Regions from separate parts of the Zea mays genome. Here region 2 is linked to region 1. A link is a contact called in public Hi-C data. All regions are on one chromosome and are shown on one strand. Each heading gives the region's core, a stretch centred on a gene start, on an enhancer-like site or on the middle of the called end of the contact. The rest is flanking DNA. Distances are from core to core; before and after follow the strand shown.

The links. A called contact is a pair of places that touch in the nucleus more often than the background predicts.
Region 2: a Hi-C map of leaf shows a contact between it and region 1, with 5 times the contacts expected there. The contact joins the promoter of LOC100194130 here to the promoter of LOC542492 in region 1. A contact is called at or near these places in 2 of 25 Hi-C or Micro-C datasets (endosperm and leaf).

What each region holds. Positions count from the first base shown.
Region 1 is chr10:15,769,172-15,774,475 of Zm-B73-REFERENCE-NAM-5.0, reverse strand. It overlaps LOC542492 (diphosphonucleotide phosphatase 1), which reads left to right and starts at 3,021. Exons shown (of 9, transcript NR_158665.1): 1 at 3,021-3,280; 2 at 3,646-3,721; 3 at 4,513-4,586; 4 at 4,673-4,875.
Region 2 is chr10:15,897,884-15,903,187 of Zm-B73-REFERENCE-NAM-5.0, reverse strand. It overlaps LOC100194130, which reads left to right and starts at 2,637. Exons shown (of 2, transcript NM_001139183.1): 1 at 2,637-2,945; 2 at 4,702-5,304. The coding sequence starts at 2,820. The coding sequence ends at 4,956.

The DNA of each region.
Region 1 (5,304 bases), core at 1,772-4,271:
AAAGAATTTGTTTTGTGAAAATAAACCAAGTGGTGGCAAAAGTGATCCAAATATGCCAAATCATGTGTGAGTTAAATTAGTCTTCAATTTGCACTCTTTAGCTTCTCTTTGAAAATGTTGCATTTTGAGTTGCTTTTAATGTGTTGGCATAAATCACCAAAAAAGAGGAGATTGAAAGGGAAATGTGCCCTTAGGCCTTTTCTATAAATGTTTTGGTGATTAGATGCCCAACACATAGTATTTTGGTTCATATGTGCTAAGTGCTAAAGAGATGAAAATCAAAGAATGAAGGTAAGTTCTAGACGCTTAGTCAATTGTTTTATGTGCTAAGTATACTTGTCTAAGTGCCAAGGACTCATCTAAGTGAAGACCAAAAGAATCAAAGGAAGACAAAGAAAGGAACGTTGAAAAGGTGCTGGACTACGCACCAGACAGTCTGGTGCCACCCACCGGACAGTCCGGTGTGCACCGTACAGTCTGGTGCATGGTCCGCCCAACTCTCTGCTCTCGGGTTTTCCTGGCTACGTCGGCTATAATTCACCGGACAGTCTGTGCGAGGTGTCGGACGGTCCGAGCAAGGCGCCAGATGGTCCGTGCGAGGCGCCGGACAGTCCGGTGTACCAGCCGTGCAACGGCTACCTGCCACGTCGACCAAGGCCAACAGTCATATGGCGCACTGGACCGTCCGGTGCCCCACAGAAAAAGAAACCAACCAATGAGGCAATTCTCTGCCACGTCCTGTGCTCGTACTGTTCATAGTCCGGTGCGCCCACGGACAGAAGGCAAGAACTGCCTACCAAATGGAGCTCCAACGGCTCCTAGCTGCCTTGGGGCTATAAAAGGGACCCCTAGGCGCATGGAGCAATACACCAAGCCTCCATTGAACATCCTAAGACGCATAGACTCCGCAAACACGCATCCGGATCATCGTGACTGAGATTTGAGCACTTGTTGTGTTGCGAACTTGTTGCGCTGTTTTTGTGCTCACTTCTTGACTTGTGTGTGTGTCATTGTTGCGACTCTAGCTCTTGCGTGTGTTTCTTTTCCCCCCTTACTCGAGGAGCCACGACAATTCCTTGGCTTCGCACCTCGCGGCGCAGAGTGGGCGCCGATCACGGCAGAGGGAAAAGGGGCGGGACAAGGAGACATCAGCGCAGAGAAGGAGCCAACAACATACGAGAGGAGCCAGCGCCTGTGGTCATCGGCGGCGGCTGGTGGCGGATCCAGGATTGATCAAAGAAGGGGCTACTAAGTTAGAACTATAATAAAAAATTTAAACCAAACAAAAAAATATAATTGATATTTAATATAACACAAGAAGCAGAATAAATAATCAAATCACAAATTCATAAAACTTCAAATCAAATCATACTTCAAATCACAAATAAATAATTAAACATAGAATTACTACTAAATAAATAATCAAATCAAAACTTCAAATCACAAATTCATAAAATTAACCTAGGCCTCGCTGGCTCGCTGCTCCGGTGCTCCCGTAGCCGTAGTTCCGTGCGGCCGTGCTGGGCTGCTTGCAGATGGCTGCTGCAGTGCGCCAGTGCCTGGCTGCTGGCTGGGCGGTCGAGCGCGCCTGGCTAGGCGCCTGGGCCTGGCAGTGCCGCGGTGCGGCCTGGCGGCTGGCCGCGAGCGCGCAGCGGCGCGGGCGCTGCCGCGTTGGAGAGCACGCGCTGGAGAGGAGGCGACGCGCTGGAGCAGCCGAGCAGGAGGCGCAGGCCGCGGGTCAGCGGGTGAGCTCGCTGCGGCGCTGGAGATGGAGGCCGCTTGGTACCTCGGCAGGAGCGGGGCCTGGAACTAGGGTTGGGGGCTGGGCGCGAGCGCGACTATGGGCCTCTAGTGGGCCACGACTTCTGACCGGGGCTGCAGCCCAGGCAGCCCCGGGTGGAGATCCGCCCCTGGCGGCGGCTGATGTCGAAGTTCGATGTCTCACCTTACTTTGCGAACGCTTACGACGGAATTGGGTTTGGGTTGCGGTTCGTGCGTGTCTCTCAAAGCTAGTTTAGGAGCCATAAAACCAGAGTGGATTAGAAGGGCTAGAATTCCTTCTAGTTTAGGTGCCACAAAGCCCTTCCAATCCACTCCGGTTCTCCCAAACCCAAACTAGCCTTCACGGTCTCACCTCACCTTCCTCTTTTAGGGATGGCAATTTAATCCGTGGATTCAGATATACGTTGGATATCCGACCCGACGGATCCGGATATGGATATGTTTTTTTACTCGCGGGTTAGACCCGTATCCGACCTGAGGAAAAATGGGCATGTATTTGGATACTAAACCTCACCCACGGGTTATCTATTGGATATCCAAAATTAACCAATACTTCAATTTTTTCTAGAGGTAGACTCTCAACCGGTTTGTTGTTGAAATATACCCTGTGGCAGTGTGTCTGCTCCGTGCTCCCCTCTCTAGCTCTCCTAGCGCTAGCTCAAGTGCTCAACACTACACTAGGATCAAATCATCAGAACTTTAGAAGGCAGAAGGCTGAAGACCAAAAGCAGAGGAGACATGAAGACATGTATTTGCTGTCATTTGAGAATGTATTTGTTGACATGCAGACATGTACCTAAACTATTTATTTGTCATGCAGACATGTATTTGTTGATAACTAGTCAATCATGTATACATGTGCAACTTTCTATTCTGAATTTATTATTGAAAATCAAGACATTTATTTTTTTGAAGGACGTGTATATTTGTTTAATTTTTTATTAAGTTTTTAGTTGTGCATATGGTGAATTTGGAGGAAATTTGATTAATTATGTTATTGAATTGTTGAAAATGATTCTTTGTCATATCTGATACATGTTCGATGGATATCCAAAATTCGATGGATATAGATATGGATATGAATTTCTATCCATAGATATAGTCGTGAGTGAAAATTAACTGCTACCGTGAATATAATTGTGGACGAATATTCACAATATCGGGTCCGAATTCGATCTGCCCTCTTTCCAACCTTGCCGGGTCGTTGCCAAATGCCAACGCAGGCGCCGGGCAGTGCACGCACATGGCTGCGCGCGTGGGCCTGCTCCCGCACGCGATCCTCGTCTCCTCCCGAGCTCTACCCACGCCCCGAGCTCGCGTCCCTTATCCTCTTCCACCCGTCCCTTCCTACCTCCGCCACGCCTCCTCCTCCGCCTCCCGCTCCTGCCGCGCGTCGCCGCGTTTTGTCGCAGTCCGCGCCATGGCTTCGGGGAACCCCTACGCCGCCGAGCTCGCCGCCGCCAAGAAGGCCGTCACCCTCGCCGCCAAACTCTGCCAGGTTCGTGGCTACCGTGGTCCGTGGTTCAGCTGCGGGCGTAGTCCGGTGCTTTAGATTTACGCACCAGGAATGGGGAAGAGCCAGCCACTGTACCGTAGTTTCATACTCGATGTTCTAGCTAGTATAAATGTATAATATAATGTATTTCATTTTCATATGCTATGAAACACTATATTCATGGCGTACCAGTTGCTATGGTTTTATTTACGACAATGAAATGCTTGTGTAGCCGTACAGGCTTGTATTGGTGGTCTTAATCCTGATAAAAAAGAATCACATATAGTGATGGGGTGGCGTATTTGATTGTTTAGACCGGATACCGTGCAGTTTGGATTTATCTCTTTTCTGTTTTGTTTCCTCCCCAGACAGTTCAACAGGATATTATGCATTCTGGCGTTCAGGCTAAGGCAGACAAAAGTCCTGTCACAGTGGCTGATTATGGTACGTGCTGGATTTTATCTTCAATTCTGTATGATTGATGCTTTTGAGTTGCATCCACAAATCCAATTCGCTCCAAAAGCAAAGTTTCTGAACAAAAATCAGTGCAATTCATTCATGTGCGGGCTCCCTTTGGTATGGAATAGAAGTCGGTTGTATCTTTTTCATTTAAGCTGTGGTAGATAGGGCTTCAACTTAGCGGCTTCTGGCATGTATTAACCAATCGACTCCAAAAGCTTGAGCAGATAATTCACCTGTAATTCAACATATGACAATACTAAAATCAAGTTTGGAGTTAGTTAATGCTTGTAGGGAACTAGAGACGTTGTTAATGAGAGTTGACTATGATGGAAAACATTCTTCAATTAGTATGTTGATCATCTTAATATGTGAAACATGTGCAATAATAACTAATGGAGTTTACCCTTAAACCTAGCCACTAGATGCGTAAAACTTAGGGTGGGTTTTCGTTGCCCAGCGACGGCGAGGTGCAGTAGGGGTCTCACACAGGGACAGTGAGAGGTGGCGACGGCCTTCCCTCCACTTCCGCAGAACAGAATAGATTAGATTGAGTGTATAGGGAATCGGAATGTTGTTTCCTGTGGCAGCTCCCGTCCCCGCTTTTGTTTCTGCGGTGTGAAAGGGGGCTGCAACCGAACATGTTATTGTGCCCTCGATCAGGGTGTGTTAGGATAGGATATGATCAACCATGATCGAGTCCTTTGAGATCAACCCAAAAACTTGTGCTTTCTCCCAACTCGCTGTTTACTTGCCAATTTTCTTTCACACATTAGGATCTCAAATATTGGTCGGTTTTTCCTTAAAGATGGATGTATCATCTGGACCATTTTCATTGGTGGCTGAAGAGGTAACAATACTATTTCTCTTTCTACCTGTTTCCATGTAGCATTCATTAGTGCTTCTGCAATTAATAGGCATCAAGTGCTTATGTAGGACTCAGATGAATTGAGAAAAGATGGCGCTGAAGAAATTTTGGAAGATATTACTGACCTTGTCAATGAAACCATCTTTGATGATGGTTCATATAACATTTCGTTTACAAAGGAAGGTATACTCTCTGCAATTGATGATGGGAAGTCTGAGGGAGGTCCATCTGGACGACATTGGGTGCTTGATCCGATTGACGGTACTAAAGGGTGAGTTTGGCAACTTAACTAGTAGGTTTCATATTTGTATACTCTAATAAATGTTGGATTCTTTCTACCATTTGCATTACCATATGTTATATCTTCTCTATTCTTGCTGATTTAATGTGTTTCTACATTATTTCTGATGAAATTAAAGTAGCAGTCTAGCAGGCACCACTATCTTGTTTGTCTCATGAACCTATATCTCTAATGTGTGAGGATTATGATGTATTATTTTTTTATTAATATCAAGTTGAATGTTTTATCTCTGTTTTCTTAGGTCTATGAACTGCAGCAAAATAGACTAATACATTCATTTATCTTTTGTAAATTGATGCAAGATTTATGGAGTACTTCCAAATGCATATATACTAAATGCTAATGTTAACTTATATGTATCTTTTTGGTTTCTATACTTAAATAGTTAGATTACAAAAG
Region 2 (5,304 bases), core at 1,388-3,887, 130 kb before region 1:
TACTTATTGATGTGCTCTATGGCCTGAAGTCTGATCCCTTTTATGGTGTCTTTTGTTATTTGGCAATCAGCTTCATCCTCCGTAGAAGCTTTGGTTCTTATTGATCCTGTTCTTGCTTCTTCCGGTGTTATTGCTTCGTCACCAAACAATAGCTTGAATGGAGTAAAACCTGTTGACCTTGAGACATCAGTGTTGTGGTTCTATACCACCTTTATTAATTCATCTGGTCACTTTCCTCTGGGCTTATTAGAGTTAACTAATATACAATTTATACAATTGTATGATGTAAGTTTCTTTGATTATGATTAGCTTATTATATGATTCGGTATTTTTTACTTTATAGTATTAATGAATTGTTTGGTCTCTTTATGCTGTGATTTTAGCTCCACCCATGAAGACAGTGCCAGCCCTGAGGGGGTCAGACAGTCGGCTGATTCAGGCCACCTTAGACCATAGGGCCCCATCTCATAAACATAAATAACATTAATAGTATAAAATTAATTTATTTATATATATAGAATGAAAGAATAGCGTGTACGGTTAGAAGAATAAGTTCTATATTACTCTTTTACTTATTATTATTTGTTCGGTTAGTAAAATTAAATGAATTGGTATGTTGTTATCTCATTCCTTACTAGCTAATAATAATCACTAGCATAAGAAATATAGTCATTCTATCAAAATTCATATGATAAACCCATGATAAATCAACTCATCTAGAATAAAATGACTTCTCAAACTAAAAACACCACGTCAGCTAAAGCGGCGACGAAATACGTCTCACAACACTCTCACGGGAGCATAAACAACTTATCAAAGTTATAATTTTTAGTAGATCATATTGCGTTTTTATTGATGAAATTTATATGTAATATCAACAAGGGTTTTTATTTAAAATTTGGTTCCGGCCTTCCCGATCTCTGAAATCTTATGACCGCCGCTGCCTAAAGATAGATATGGAGGACAGTAGGATAGGATCCAAAACAAAACGACCACTCACCTACCTACGTACGTACTCCCTCCGTTTTTTATTCGACATTTTTAGTTCAAAAATAAACGTTAAATATTTAAGAATAGATGCAGTATTATGCATTATATTATTTCAGTTATATGCGTATATAAGACACGTCGATTGACCCCAACCGCGCAAGGCAAATGGACGAAGCAAACCGCCCGTATGTATCGTGTACAGTACATAATGGACATGCATACAAAAATAGAGAGGCATCCAATGCATATGGCGATGCATTTGGTAAAAAAAAAAGCAGCGCATTTATAATGTTCAAACAGCGGTTAATTGTTCATCTCCCGTGTACTACCGAGCAATATGCATCGCAGAGAGAGCACGTGCATTTTTTGTTCTTCTCGATCAGGCCACGTAAATGTATCGCCGGTTTGCGTATATGCATGGCATGTTGGGGTCAAGTCAGTCTAAGGAGGCTGCTGGAGTAGACATGTGTTGCGCGATAGACGGTAGGGGGAACGCAAGCATAGCGAAGACATGTGCTGTCATAGTAATAGTATCGAGGCGAAAGCGATGGCGCGGAGATCCGGCCGAGAGGCGGCGTGGCGTGGCGGCAGCTCGCGGGCGCGGGCCCCGGCCGGTGGTGTCCCCTGCCGGACGTGGAGCGCCTCTCCGTCACAAGGTCCGTGTCCCCACCACTACATGCAGGTCCCGGTGCATATACGCACGCTTGCACGCATGGACTCGATCGTGACACCTTGCGTTCACAAAATATCTCCTTTTTTTTTCTTTCTCTCGCTCCATCGGTTTCGCATGTAGGTACCTCTCGTGTCACGATATTGCAGATCGGTCGTCGGGCCTGCGTCCTGCGTTGCGTTGCGTTGCGTTGCGTTGCGTTGCGTTACCTGACGGCATGCATTGCGCCGCCGCGCGCGCCATTTATATGTCACGTGTGTCATGCAGCGCAAGCGTGCCACACCGCAGCGGCGGCGGCGGCTAACCCCAGCGCGCGCGCACGTACGTGCGTGCGACACGACGTCGACGACAGTGAAGGTCGTAGCCCACAACAGCTTGGCCTCCCCTTCTCGTCACCGTACGTACGTGATCGAATTGCACTGGTCGAGCCACCATCGGCATCGTCCATGCGTTGGAATTACAAAACATGTTTTGGATCCACGTGCATGCATGCCCGTAAGAGCACGTAGGACCGGTCGGCGTTTGCACATGCATGCGGTATGGACGAGTAGCATATGAACAGTCCCACCCGCCGGTAACGACCGCCGCCGTCGGGCGGCCGGTGGCGAGTGCAGGCGCGGCACGCAATAATATCCCAGCCCGTCAAAGCCCCCCGACGCGGCGATCCCCGATTGGACGCGGCGGCTGACCACCTCGGGGACGCCACTACGTGTCCCGGCCGCACCTGACTGCGCACCACAGCCACACGAACAGGCACGTCGGATCGGGACGCAACAAGAGCCGCTCCGGTCCGGGACGACGACGACGCATGCAGCTAGCGCCGCGTGGCCGCGCGTGCCCCCACTCCGCGACAGCCACGTGGCCGCCTGTCCCGCCCGTACGGGAGGGACACGTCCGTCGCCTCGCCTGCCTGCCGTGGCCCCGCCGCGCGCGGTATATATACCTGGGCGTGGCGTGGCTCCATCTCTGTGTCTGTGGCTTTGGCTGGCCTCCATCGTTCTCGACTAGTACAGCCCGGGCGCACGCAGAGACAGAGCAGAGGAGTAGCGAAACATCCTGACGAATCAGCAGGAGAGAAAAGTCGGCAACGTTCTCGACTAGTACACACCCGATCGAAGAGGAAGAGGAAGAGGCTTGCTCTGCATCCAGCATATATTCCATGGCGCCGGCAGACATGGCGGAGCCGGCCATGACGACGGTGAGCAGGGTGGAGGACGCGGGGCGGATGTCGTCCATAGAGTGGGAGCCCAAGACGCTCACCCTCGCCCAGATCAAGTTCGCAAGGGTAAGCACGTACATATATGAATACACATAATGCATTATATATATTATACTAGAAAATTGTGAGATGCTATTTCAACCCAGGAGCTTGCATTGTTCTCGGCGATTTTTTTTTCTTTCACCATCTCATGAGGATGATTTCTTCACCGCCCTGTTAAATCAATGTGTGTGTGATCTATAATAATTTCTGTTTCGCAAATCCAATATTTCGAAATAAATATGCACGGATATCACATCCAATATTCCCTCTTTTGATTTGTAAATGCATCCTCCATCTCCTCCACCATTCCCTTTTTTTTCCTCTCCTAAAATCATCTTCAAGAGCTCTCCAGAAGTCTCCTCTAAATCAAGTTTTTTGAAAAAAACCATAAAAAACGATCTCTAACAGTTCCCAAGTGCTCACAACTTTTTCATGGCACTTAAAACTCTCTTATTTATAGCTACAAATAAGAAGTTTTAGGTTCCCAAAAACAATCTGTCGTTTTAAAAGATAAAGATCTGTTGGAGAAAAAAAAATAAAATTTACCCTACTAATTTTTTAAATGTTCCTTAAAATTGATTTTTATGAGTTATTTTCTAGGGAGCTCTTAGAAATGCTTTAAAAACACTGTCGAGTACTACGTAGCATAATTAATTCATGTACAAAAACATGTAACAGATCGATACAGCGCTTGCTAGCCGGCGAAGTGGTGCTAGTTTATATATATATATATATATATTTCTTTCAATCCCAAAGTACTATGATTCTAGTAATTGTAAAGATAATTCCCAAATAATTGGAGTGTCACTGTTCCTGAAAACCTATTCAATCAGACAGTCCTTTCCACGTGTTTAGGTACCATTGCCATGCATATTGCACCACTGCGTCGTCTTTCCATGTAGTGACTCACCTACTACCTTTCTCCCATCTAAAAAAATGTTAGTACATTAATTAAGTTATCAGTGCCTGTACATTTTAAGGTACCCAGAAGTATAAAGTATTGGTATACCCTATACTAAATTAAAATATATTTTAGGTGAATTAGGTTCCTTCAAATAAAAACACCGGTTACGAAGGCGAGTGTAGCATAGTGATACACACGCATGATTGGCGTGCGACGTGTCCATGACGTACGGGGGTCTCCGTCACGTACGCGACCTGATTGTCGTACGTGTACCCCGCCATGCGCCCGACTGGCCACCACACGTTATAACGGGCGCAACTGTGACAGACAGAGACGTGCCCGTCCGGCACAATAATTTCAGTCCTACTCTGTGTGCTGTTACAACACGTCGCAGATGGGATATTTCGTGCTTCTTGTACTGCGACGAGCTAGACGACCCAGCTGCGTACATACGTACGTACAAACATCAAGTCGCGTAACTTGTGACGACGACGACCGTGACATCCCCTGCCGTTAGATTATTTTTGAACTAAAACGTGAGATAAATAAAAAAACGACGGGAGTAGGAAATTAGAGGAACACACTGCGTATCTAGCTTATACTGCTTATACTATCTCTGTTCTAAAATATTTATCACCGATTAGATCATTTTAAAATATTTATCACCGATTAGATCATTTTAAATTAAAATATGATAAATAAAAAAGAACGGTGAGAGTAGTAAATTAGATTATTAGAGTAACCTATAGCTAAGCTAGAGTAATTTAGAGGATACTACGTAGTTGCCCAGCAGGTCTCAAATAAATTAATTATTTGAAGTAAATAAACACGACCAAATTAAATGACAGCGAGCCCGTTTTTATTTCTGTGTTACAGGAGGCGGCGCTGTACGTGGTGAGCACCAAGACGGAGCAGGAGGCGATCAGGATCTTCACCGAGGGTCTTAAGCCCGTGCGGATCATGGCCGTCAGCAAGTCCACTAGCTCCATCGACTCCTCGTCGTCGGACGACGACGTCGAGCTCGGCGCCTGCTGCTGCTCCTCCACCAAAGGCTGTCGCGGTGGCGGGAGCAAAGGCGGCCGACGGCGCCGCTCCATGGACGACAGGGACGTCGCTACAACGCCATTCTAGCTAGCTAGCTAGCTACTTGTTCCTTTATTTACACGTAAGGTCGTAGCTGTGTGCGTACTACTAGTTTACATATATAGCTAGTAGAGTCTACTGCATGTCTGTCTTTCCTTTTTTTTTCTTTTCCTCGATCCCGCCTGTTTTAATTACTTCCCTTTGGCTGGCCTGGTTTTGTTTAAAATAGCCGGCGAGTTTGGAATAGCGCGGCGATTTTTTGAGGCATAACTAGGCTCTCTTGATTAGTACTTAGGGGGTGTTTGGTTTCTAGGGACTAATTTTTAGTCTCTACATTTTATTCCATTTTAGTTCCAAAATTTCCAAATATGGAAACTAAAACTCTATTTTAATTTC